2 separate regions of the Mus musculus genome follow, and region 2 is linked to region 1. Evidence: chromatin contacts called from public HiChIP or PLAC-seq data. All regions are on one chromosome and are shown on one strand. The core of a region is the stretch at or near the end of the contact, and the rest is flanking DNA. Distances in the headings are between cores, read along the strand shown. Region 1 overlaps Gm34068 (predicted gene, 34068). Region 2 overlaps Gm39725 (a long non-coding RNA gene).

Region 1 (5,517 bases), core at 2,088-4,587:
TGTTTCTGTGCTTATTACAGTAGTCAGGTTTTTGTGTTTTTTTTTTTAATTTGTTTGGTTGGTTGGTTTGATTTGGCTGTTAATTTGTTGTTGTTATTGCCGTTGTTGTCTTTTTTTGTTAGGGTTTGTTTTTGAGCCAGGTTCTTACTCCGCCATAGCTTCTGAGTTCTGGGATTACAGGCATATTTACCATGCTTGGTTCTATTGTGGTCTTCAATGGAGGAGAGGGGACCTTAAGCTGGCTGTGTGTGGGGGGGGGGGGGGTCACACAGTACACAAGGAGAATGAATGTTATTGGCACAATCTTTTAGCAAGGTATGAGTTCTCCACACTTTACCTCTGTCAAGTATGATGTTGGTCAGCCACTTTAAATAATAAAATGGCCTGGCATCTGAATCCACAAGAAGATCAAATAGGGAATAGCTTGAAATCATTGGTACAATAGACTTTCTGAAGAAAACCCTAGTCTCCTAAGAATGCCATCACTAACGGGAAGGGGCAGCTTACAGAATGGGGGAGGTCCCTTGGCCAGCTGTACATCTGACAGAGGGTTAGTGTGCAGAACATGCAAAGAACAAAAATAACAAACACTGAAGACACAAAACAACTCAATGGAAGAAGGATGTACAGATCCAAGCAGAATTCTCAAAGGTGAAACACAAATGACTAAGAAGCTTTTTTTTTTAGGTTCGACATCCTTAGCCATCAGGGAAATGCAAATTAAAATTGCTTTGAGATTTCATCTTACCCTAATCAGAATGGCTAAACTCAAAAAAACAAATAATAACAAATGCTGGAATGCTTTAGAGGAGAGGGGGACACTCACTCTTTATGAGGGGACTGCAAAAAGGTGAGGCTACTATGGAAACCAGCGTGGAAGTTCCTCAAGAAGCTAGAGATGGATGACTGCCTCCATCCGTATCACTCTTGGATGCACACCCAAAGGACTCTACATCCTGCTCGCCACACTTGCTCATCCGCATTCATTACTGCTCTAGTCACGGTAGGCAGGAAGTGGGAAGAGCTCAGATGTCTGTCAGCTAATGCACGGATAATGAAATTGAGGTACATATACACAATGGATTTTTCATTCCGCTGTTAAGAAAAACGAGATTATTAAATTCACAGGTAAATGATGGAGTTGGAAGTAATCATTCTGAGGGAGATAATCAAGACCCAGAAAGACAATCCACATACTTCCTCTCTTTTGTGAATTCTAGCTTTGACTCCTCACATAAGTGATTCATTTGAAATTCCCACAGAGGTAGGGGAATTAGGAAGGGGCTGGAGTGGGAGGAGTGAGAGAACGTAGTAGTATGGAAGTTTAAAGGAGAATAGCGAACAGGAAGGGTTAAATTAGGAGAGGGAAAAGGGAGGGGAGGAGAGAGGGGAAGGAGAGGAAGGAATCCAAGGAGGGATGAGCAGAACTAAAAGATCTTTGGAAAGTCATATGGAAACCCACTGCTATGGAAGCTCCTAATTTCATATATAAAACATATATAACATCATACTATAGTGGTAATATAATAGTGAAGAGTTATAGATTTTAAGAATTTTTTTCTTTCATTCTCTCTCTCTCTTTCCTCTTCATCTCTCCCTCCCTCTCTCTGTCTCTCTCTGTCTCTCTGTGTCTCTCTCTGTGTGTGTCTCTCTCTGTCTCTCTGTCTCTCTGTCTCTCTGTCTCTCTGTCTCTCTCTCTCTCTCTCTCTGTGTGTGTGTGTGTGTGTGTGTGTGTGTGACATGACTGTAGGTGTGTGTAGAAGCCAGATGAGGGCATCAGATTCCCTGGAGCTAGATTATATGCCACCAAAACATGGATGCTAGGAACCAAACGTAGCCCTCCACAAGAGTAGCAAACACTCAACCTCCGAGCCATCTCTCCAGCTCCTTGAGACAATTCTTAAGCACCAGAGAAACTCTTGAATAGAAGCACTGTCCTCAAATTGCATCTCGGATGTTTTTTAAGTTTTCCTTCCACACCAAAGAAGCTCAAATTGTAAATGGTAAATTATTCATTATGAGACTGAGTAATGCAATAAGAAAAACCAGGGATCCAAATCAGTAAGCCAAGCTCAAAGAGCAGTCAGGGCTCTACACTGAAAACATTAGCAAAGGAATACAGGTGCAAACAAAAGAATGTAAATGTTGAGTGAAATTGTTCATGGCACACAAAGTAGCTTTTTTTTTTTTTTTTTTGGAAAAAAAAAAAGGTTTCCTGGGTGCTTGTCTTTTTAATTAACAGAAAATAAACACTATAGTAATCACACTGTTTAAAGGATTTCTGTTGCCCTGGAGTGCCTTCACACTAATTAATTTCATTGAACTTCAACAGATATGTAAGTAGTATCTCCTATTTGTAAAATTCTTTGTTATCATTGACAAAGGATTAAAAGGTTATTAAGGAACAAGATGCAAAACAAAATAATTGGAACAAGTAACCAAAAAAAAAATCCACAAAATAGATTGTGTTTGTCTAAAGAAATCAGAAAACTGGGGCTGGAAAGATGATGGCTCAGCAGTTAAGGATACTTGCTGCTCCTGCAAAAGACATGGGCTAAGTTTCCAGCACCTACGTGATAGCTCACAACCATCTGACATTTCAGACCCAGGGGATGCAACAACTTCTTCAGATACCACAGACGCTGTACACACATGGTGTACATGCACAGATGCTAGCAAAGCACCTATGGACATAACATTTTTAAAAGGAAAATAAGAAAGCTACTCACATAATGACAGATGATGAAGAAGGAGTAGAAGGAAGGAAAGGAGGAAAAGAGATGGATGGAAAACAGACAACCACAGATGGGTGAATAAACGACATATAAATAACAATAGAGATAGAGAAGATAGGCCAAAGATCAGATAGATAAATGATAGATTTCTAGAGTCCAGCTTCAGTGGGGTTCAGAAGGAAGATGTGTAGAATAGTCAAAAGCAGCCTTAAACCAAGAGGTGCAGTTCACACACTGACACTGAGACAACTCAGGCCACCTTTATTTATACATTGATTTTTTTTTCACAGCTGGAAAGGTTTTACATTCATTTTCTCATTTTCTCACGTACAATCTCTTTGAAGAACATCCTACGTTTAACAACAATAATGTGCACACTGCAATTTTCCCTCCCTTTTCCTTCTCCTCCTCCCCAGTTCCCTCAGTCTCCTGCTAACCCATGAACTGTATCAAGTAAGAGGAAACACAGCTTTAAGAAGCAGTTAATATATAACCCAGCACACTGGTCCATAACCAAGTGACCGTGCTGGTATCAACTGTGGTTACAGTACAGAGAGGTGATGGACTACGTACCCAGGAAATACTGATTTAATCATTGGTGCCTAGTATCTCTCCATATCCTAATCAGGAGATCTAATTCCTGTCACGCCCAGGGCTCTCTGCAGCTTAGTAACCTGAGTCAGTTCCTCATCGTTGCTTGGCTCACTGCCAAATGTTCCTATTAAGTCTTGGAACCAATGATCCAGCAAGACCTCTCTAACCTCTTGATAATCATCGAGCTGTTGTTTGGAACAGGTTGGTGGGCAAATGAGAACATCTGGGCATTAGCTGACGTACCCGGACCGGGCCCCTCATGTTGACATAACCACATCACCACCATTAACAAACAGAGGGGCAGTGCTTTGTTCCACTCCCATGATTCTCGAAGACAAACAAGAATAAATGACGGCCCCAGCTTTCTTTTTCTGATCCTGGGAAAATGTCTGTCACAGACAGAGTGAAAGTAAAATCTTCTAATAGCAAAGCCAAAAACCCAAATGCAAGGCAAAAGCGATCCCAGCATTCCCTCAGGAAAGGCCAGGAGATTCTGCACAATCTTCCCCACAGGTCCTTGCCATGTGGGAACCCAACTCCTCAGGCCTTGCCATAAGGACAGCTGTCTGCATTACACTCCCACACCACTCCTAGAAGAGGCTTAGCTACTACCAATAGATGATTAACTGATTGATGATAGAAATATGGGTAGATAGATGGATGGATGGATGGATGGATGGATGGATGGATGGATGGGTAGATAGATAGATAGATAGATAGATAGATAGATAAGATTATAGATACATATATGGATGGTTGATAGAACATAGCTAGATAGATGATATGAAAAGAGTTGTGTAATTTGAGATAAGCCTTGAAGAATGAGTTCATTTGTTATCTCAAAGGTAAAGGAAGAGACAACATCTTTAGGCGTCACCACTTGCCTGGTTTTTCTGCCTAGCAGTTTTCTTCTTGATGTTAAGACCTATTACCTCGGGAACAAAAAACCACATAGATGTCCATGAAAATAGATAGGGCAAGTAACTGATCACATGCTTGCTGTGCATTAAAGAAGATGGCACTTGATGCAGAGAGAAACCTGTGATCTGGGCTAGTTTAGCATGTAGCTGAGTTCTCAGGGTTTTTAGAAGTAAACGGTCAAAGTGTTTGGGGTGGGTCTGTCAGGAGGTCTCCCAGGAAAGAGAGGGTCAGTGGGGTGATCTTTCTGGCTGTTATGCATACATTATATCAGAACAAGGAGATACTAAAAGCACAACGCACTGGGTGTGCCTGTGCGTCTTTGCAGCAAGTGGGCTTTGTTTGGAGACAGAGCAAACAAAGGGTCACCCTTACTTAATCTGGGGAGGTTCAGGGTCATGGCTCAGCCACTCCAAGCCTTGGTTTCTAGTATCACAGGGATCTCTGTGGATTAGAATAAGGTAGAAGCAACCCTCAGCCAAGTGTGAACAGCACCCTGCTTTGGGGTACTAGATATCAAGATTATTCTCATTACCAAGAAAGATAGCGGTGCATTCATCTCTTGGTGAGGTAATACAGCCCAGAAGTGGTGTTGAAGGCAGGCAAACATGAACAAGTAGATGCCACACACGGAAGGAAAAGCTGAAGCCACTCACTGCTTAGGCTTTTGGGAGCTCAGGCCTCGGAACTAAAGGATTTCTTTCCTTTGGAAACAATCTCCTGTATGTCAAGCTGGGCAATGTCTCTCAAGCTCACTGTGTAGCTGAAGAATAACCCTGATCTTCTGGTCTTTCTGCCTCTGTCCCCCAAGTGCTAGGATTACAAGTGTGGGCCCACACCCAGTTTATGCACTGCTTAGGGACTGGACCTGTGGCTTTGTGTATGGTAGGCAAGTCCTCTTCCAACAGAAATGCATCGCCAAGTATGTCCCATACACCCAACCTCCAAGAGAACTTTATATTTCTATTTCTCTATCCCACAACTGGTACATGGAAAAGTATATGAATTATATAGGCTAAAAGTTATTGTCCTTTATCAACTGTTTCTTCCACGAGCAAGAATGATAAATGGAATGTTGGGTCACTGGTATTGGCATAGATAAAATAAGCTCTAAAAATTGATAGCATGCATACCAGCCTTTCTTCTCATTGCCAAGTACCAATATATCAGCTGTCACCAAGCTGTAACAGTCCACAACTGCCAGTGGCCAGATATTGATTTCTCTTATAGTCAGCAGCAACTGAAGCTGTACACCTGTGCGCGTGTGCGT
Region 2 (5,517 bases), core at 2,190-4,689, 250 kb before region 1:
TCATGTCACAGAGATAAGTGAAGGAAGGAATGCAATCCCTCTCAGACTCAGAGCATTACCCCACCCTCCAGCCGGGGGCTCTGTATGCGCTACCATAGTGTGCTCTTGGGGGGACTCCTATCCACACATTCAACTACTGTCACATGCACTACAATACTCAGGAGATATGACGTCAATGCCAGTCCAGCCTCAGACTTGCCTGCCTTCCTCGATCCTCTGTGGGTGGCTTTGCTGTCCCTTTCCACCAGGGCACCAGGGCAGGAATACAGAGAGAGAGTCTGCCCTCTTCTCCTTGACCTCACCTGAACACTCAGCCAGGCTCCTGACCTCTTGTATTTAGCTCCTGGGACTGTGAACTTTTTTTTTTTTTCATCCACAACGTCATCAGTTCAGTCTGGCCACTGTAGGGTCTGCCACAGACACACCCTCTTAACACTTCTGCCCCAGAGGGCTGTATACACAAATCTCAGCACTCTATTTCCGCCCCCTCCCCCACCCCAGGCTCCCTTAGGGGGCTCCCACCACTAAATCTCAAACCCTGGAGCAAATAGCCAGAGGTGCCTATTTAACATATCAAAGCAAAGCAGACCAGGCCACCAGGTTCTCCCAGCATCTCTCTGTCCCTATCTGTTACAGGGTAAGGCTGGTATACCCTGCCCCCACACTAAACTTCTCCAGCCCAGGGTCTGGGCTGCCCTTCCCCCAGCTACCCTTCCTTATATAATCCAGCTATTTAGCTAAGACTGACCCTCTTTTGGTCAGTCTCCAGGCCCAGGGTGTGGCTCTTGGTCAGTATCTCCTCTCTCCCTACCTCCTTGCCTTCTCTGCTCATAGCTCAGGGTCATGTTTACGCTGAAGTCTCCCAGACGTGTCTGCCTCTGCTTATGCTCTCCTTTTTATACTTCTCCGCCTTGCCATTCCTTTTTCTTTCTTTCTTTCATTTTTCGTTCACTTAATACTCTACATAAATATCTGGAGCAACTCATAAGCCCCTGCCTATCATCTATAAAGCCACTGGCCCTTTCTTTAATCTCTGAGTTTTCAGGGTGTTGCTCCTTTCACAGGTGATTGCCAGTGTTGTGAGTCACCTTGATTCCTTACTCCTTGGACTAAACACTGTGAGGCTGGAGGGATGGCTCAGCAGTTATTTTTGCCATTCTTACAGAAGACCAGGTTCAGTTCCCAGCACCACCCCAGTAGCTTACAGCCCACCTGTAAGGGGATCTGAGCCCCCTGTTCTGGCCTCTGAGGGCAAGAGGCATACATGCACACCTACATACATGCAGAAACTCACTTATTCACAAACAATAAAAATAAATCAGTCTTTTAAAAATTTAGGATAGTTATAACCCTAACCCAGCACAATGGTTTGAAAGTAGACAGCCATTATTTTTGTTGGCTGAATAAACAACATTAAGGCAGAAAGAGTGAGTCTGTCTGATGTCATGCCTGACTATAGTCAAGGTAGTCTTAGTTAGGGTCTCACTGCTGTGAAGAGACACCATGACCAAGGCAACTCTTATAAAGGGAAACATTTAACTGGGGCTGGCTTACAGGTTAAGAGGTTTAGTCCATTATCATCAATGTGGGAGTATGGTAGCATCTAAGCAGGTGTGGCTCAGGAGGAGTTGAGAGTTCGGTTTTCTTCTGAAAGCAGACAGAAGACTGGCTCCCATGTGGCTATGAGGAAGGCCTCCAAGCCCACCTCCAGAGTGACACACTTCCTCCAACAAGGCCACCCCCCCGCCCCCAAGAGTGCCACCCTAGGCCAAACATATTCAAACCACCAGGGTGGTCTTACATCCTAAGTTCTGTGCTGTAATGTATAGACAGAGGTATACTTCAGGAATATAGGGGGAGATTGTGGAGCCAGGAAGATGATAGACAGGCCATACTGTCAAGGACTCACCTTTCTTTAACCAGATTTTGTGTGTTCTCCAATCCTCTCCTAGAGTACATTGAAAACAATAGTGGCTGAGAACATCTTTCAAAATAAGAGTCCTACCCATTCTCCATAGACTCTTGTCAGCTCCTTGTAAAGTTTCCCTGGTTTCTCTCTCTTCCAGCTTTACCATTAGCACCCCTCATGCCTGCCAAACCATTGCCATTTTGATGTCTGCCCTTGACTTAGACCTGATTTATTTACTATCTCATTGTTGTCTCTGAGTTCACTAAGATATAATTTACAGAGTCTAGCCACAGCAGATGAGTTGGCCCATCTAATACTTCACCTGCTGCGGGACAGAGAGAAGGGAGCAGGTGGGCAAAGTGGCACAACCATTATGAGCCAAAAAATAGATTATGGCTGGAAACTCCCATCTTGATTTGGCCCAGGGGCCACGGGTATATTTGGCTGGCCCCTGACTGACATAATTATTATTGCCAGAAATTAATTTTAGCAAGAACTTGAAAGGAGGACATGGGTGATTAAAGTTCTAATAATAACATTTTTTAAAAAGTCTGGGTTAATGAATCTGTAACTCAGGCAAAAAAAATAAATAAATAAAATAAAAGAGGCTGTGAGTGTTCTGGGACCAGCACGTGGGACTGAGCTCTGAAAAATAAAAGGTATTTGGCTATGGAGTCAAGTAGGGCAAGGTTGGATCACATGGCCCCAAGAAAACTTAGGGAAAGGAGATAACACTTACTCTACAGTGGGACTGCTTCTGTAATTGAAAATGTGGATGAAGTAAAACTTTACAAAGCAGATATATGAGTGAGAGAGAGAGTGTGTGTGTGTGTGTGTGTGTGTGTGTGTGTGTGTGTAATCAGAAAACAAAAAACAAAACAAAGCCGGGCGTGGTGGCACACGCCTTTAATCCCAGCACTCTGGAGGCAGAGGCAGGCGGATTTCTGAGTTCGAGGCCAGCCTGGTCTACAGAGTGAGTTCCAGGACAGCCAGAGCTACACAGAGAAACCCCCTGTCTTGAAAAACCAAAAAACAAAAACAAAAACAAAAAAAAAACCAAAAAAACCCCCAAGTGTCAGTCTTTGGGGTCCACCTTAACACAGAGTCTCTTTGTTGTGTACCATTGATCAGCACATGCCAAGCTAATTTGCCAAGGAACTTCCAGAGGTTCTCCTGTCTCCATCTTCCACCTCTCTGTGGGAAAGTCTAGACTACAGATGCTTTGTCCAGCCTTAGACAGGTTCTTAGGTCCTCCCGTTTGTACTTTTCCCAGTGAGGCATCTCCCTGGTTCATCAAACAGTGTTTTAAATTCACTGTAGGTATCTGTGCGTGCGAGAGAAGGCCCACTGGTTCCTTTGGAAGAGGCCTGTGGGCATGAATAGTCTGCTGGGACCACTTTGGCTCTTCAGAGTGTTTACTTTGATTAGGCCAAGGTGCAGTCTGATTGGTGGATGTCTTGCTAGTTGTATAATATGGTATCATCCGAGGGTATAGAATTTCCTGCCTTTAGCTGGCTTAGGGTTTAGCAGATGAGAGACTCACAGATGACTCTGACTAAAGCCCTTTAGATCTTCACAACAATGCCTGGGTGTATTCTCCCAGCTGCATTCTGCAGATAAGAAAGCAGGAAGTTCAAGGGAAAAGGTGATCTTTCACATTCCACAGAACAAGAACCTCTCCTAGTTTGTCAACATCTGAGTTCAACCTCAGAGCTAGCCCTCATTATCCACGGCCTCCCTTTTGGAAATGGAGGGTTAACTGCAGCTGCCCACGCCTCAGTTTAGAAGTTTTTGATATTCTAAACTCAGGTTTTCAAATCTGATAGCTACATGAAGCTCACCCTTCCAGTCCTACCACTTCAATTTAAAAAAAAAAAAAAAAAAAACGAAACAAACTCCCCCAAAGCTTAGGTGATATAAGCCAAAGTCATAGAGTTGTCTTCAAGACTTTTATTAGGAATTGATGTGTAAGATTACACAGAGTAAAAAAAAAAAAAAAAAAAAAAAAAAAAAAAAAAGCATTACTGAACGAGAGAGCGGGTCACAGAGCAAAGAATATACAGGGGAGCGAGCATAGGGTCCCGTAGATCAGCATAAAAGGAACAGGAACGGGAAGAGGTATCCCGTCTGTTGACACTGGTGAAATACAGGTTAAAAACTGAAACGCTGATATTCACAGATGTAAACCTGAGGCTTCGGGAAAATCCCATTGTGAAGAGCACCATAATTTCCAGAGGCCGCGCGCGCGTGTGTGTGTGTGTGTGTGTGTGTGTGTGTGTGTGTATGTGTGGTTTCTCCTCATTCACAGCTTGTTGAGAGGCCACTAATGTCACTAGATCACGGCAACTGGACAAATGAGCTCTCCAGGAAATAAATGATGCCGGAGTCTGGACTCCCTGAGAGAGATGTGTAACTACAGGTTTTTCCTCCCGTGACCCAGTTCCCCAATAACTACTCGGAGGCTATATTGTTTATTAAATTCCTAGGCATAAGCTAGGCTGTCTCCCCAACTAGCTCCTAACTTCGACTAACCTGTTTGTACTATTCTTTGCCTGCCGCATGGCTAGCTACCTCTCCTGAGTTTCGTACATCCAACTTCCTCTGGGTGGGGAATCGCCTATGCTAGACTCTTTCCCACAGTTCTTTGCTCCTTGCTGGATGTCCTGCTTTCTAGTCTCCTCTCTCCTATAGGCCATAGGCATGTTATTGACAGGTTATACTTCCACACAGTATATAGAGATTATCCCTGCAGAGCCAAGAAGCCTGAATGATTTAACAGCTTTGTCCCTGCAACTGTCATGCACTTAACCCCCTTCCAATCTCTAACCCAACCTCTCCTAGTAGTTTCTCCCTGAGACCCAACAGAATGACTATGTCAAGAGAAAGAGAACTTGGAAATTGCCTACAGTGATGGCCTGCTCTTTTTCCAAGAAAGGCAAAGGAAACTTAAGGAAGTAAGATACCTTGCAAGGGCACGAGAAAGGCTATTTACACATTAATGCCAGAGATGCCAATTTCTGGCTTTTGTTTCTTGCTGTGTGATTTCTATTTGAAATAACCTCACTATCAAAATGCCTGTGGAAGTTGTCAGTCACAGAACGAGGCCAGTAGAACACCTTGCTCTCTACCAGACACTTGATTATTGAGGTCCCAAGCTGCATGCACTCAAGGATCCATGGTGTGTATTTTAAAGGACCCCAGAATGAATATCTCATACTGTGAGGCAAGGAGGCATATTCCAGTCGACCTCATGAGTAATTCTTAAGGGAACTCTGCCTGGGCTTACCCTCTGAGTGGCACCATCTGGCTTGTTTTTGCTTGCTCAGTGATTCACTTTGCACACCTTAAACTTCCACAAGGGCAAGGCTGTTTGTCTATTGTCTTCAACCCCAAAGGCCTGATACAACACTTACGGGAGAGTCTGGGACCAAAGGGGTGCACTATAAGTATCTGATGGCTATAAAACTGGATTTTTGCTAGGCATGATTGTCTACTGTTAACCCCAGCACTCAGGAGGAAGAGGCAGCAGCTCTCTATGAGTTTCAGGCCAGCCTGATCCACGTTGAAAGTTCTAAGCTTGCCAGGGCTTCATAGTGAGACCCATCTCA

What was found. HiChIP or PLAC-seq counts read pairs in DNA pulled down with a chosen protein or histone mark.
Region 2: a contact with region 1 is called in a FOXA1 HiChIP or PLAC-seq map of pancreatic cancer cells. The contact joins two enhancer-like sites. A contact is called at or near these places in 11 of 39 promoter capture datasets (the HPC-7 cell line, HPC-7-derived erythroid cells, cranial neural crest and 7 more), 3 of 484 Hi-C or Micro-C datasets (the MC3T3-E1 cell line, cochlea and embryonic fibroblasts) and 2 of 115 datasets of contacts at active chromatin or transcription factors (a beta-TC-6 cell line and pancreatic cancer cells).

What each region holds. Positions count from the first base shown.
Region 1 is chr1:183,762,416-183,767,932 of GRCm38.p6, reverse strand. All of the region lies in intron 1 of Gm34068 (predicted gene, 34068), which reads right to left. Among named protein-coding and RNA genes, the nearest start is that of Gm34068, 16 kb to the right of the region's middle. Within about 2 kb of position 3,337, at least 26 of the 459 cell types and tissues checked have an H3K27ac peak or open chromatin away from gene starts, as enhancers often do. A contact at or near this core is called in pancreatic cancer cells, where this site is marked.
Region 2 is chr1:184,014,518-184,020,034 of GRCm38.p6, reverse strand. All of the region lies in intron 2 of Gm39725 (a long non-coding RNA gene), which reads right to left. Among named protein-coding and RNA genes, the nearest start is that of Gm39725, 4.0 kb to the right of the region's middle. Within about 2 kb of position 3,439, at least 52 of the 459 cell types and tissues checked have an H3K27ac peak or open chromatin away from gene starts, as enhancers often do. A contact at or near this core is called in pancreatic cancer cells, where this site is marked.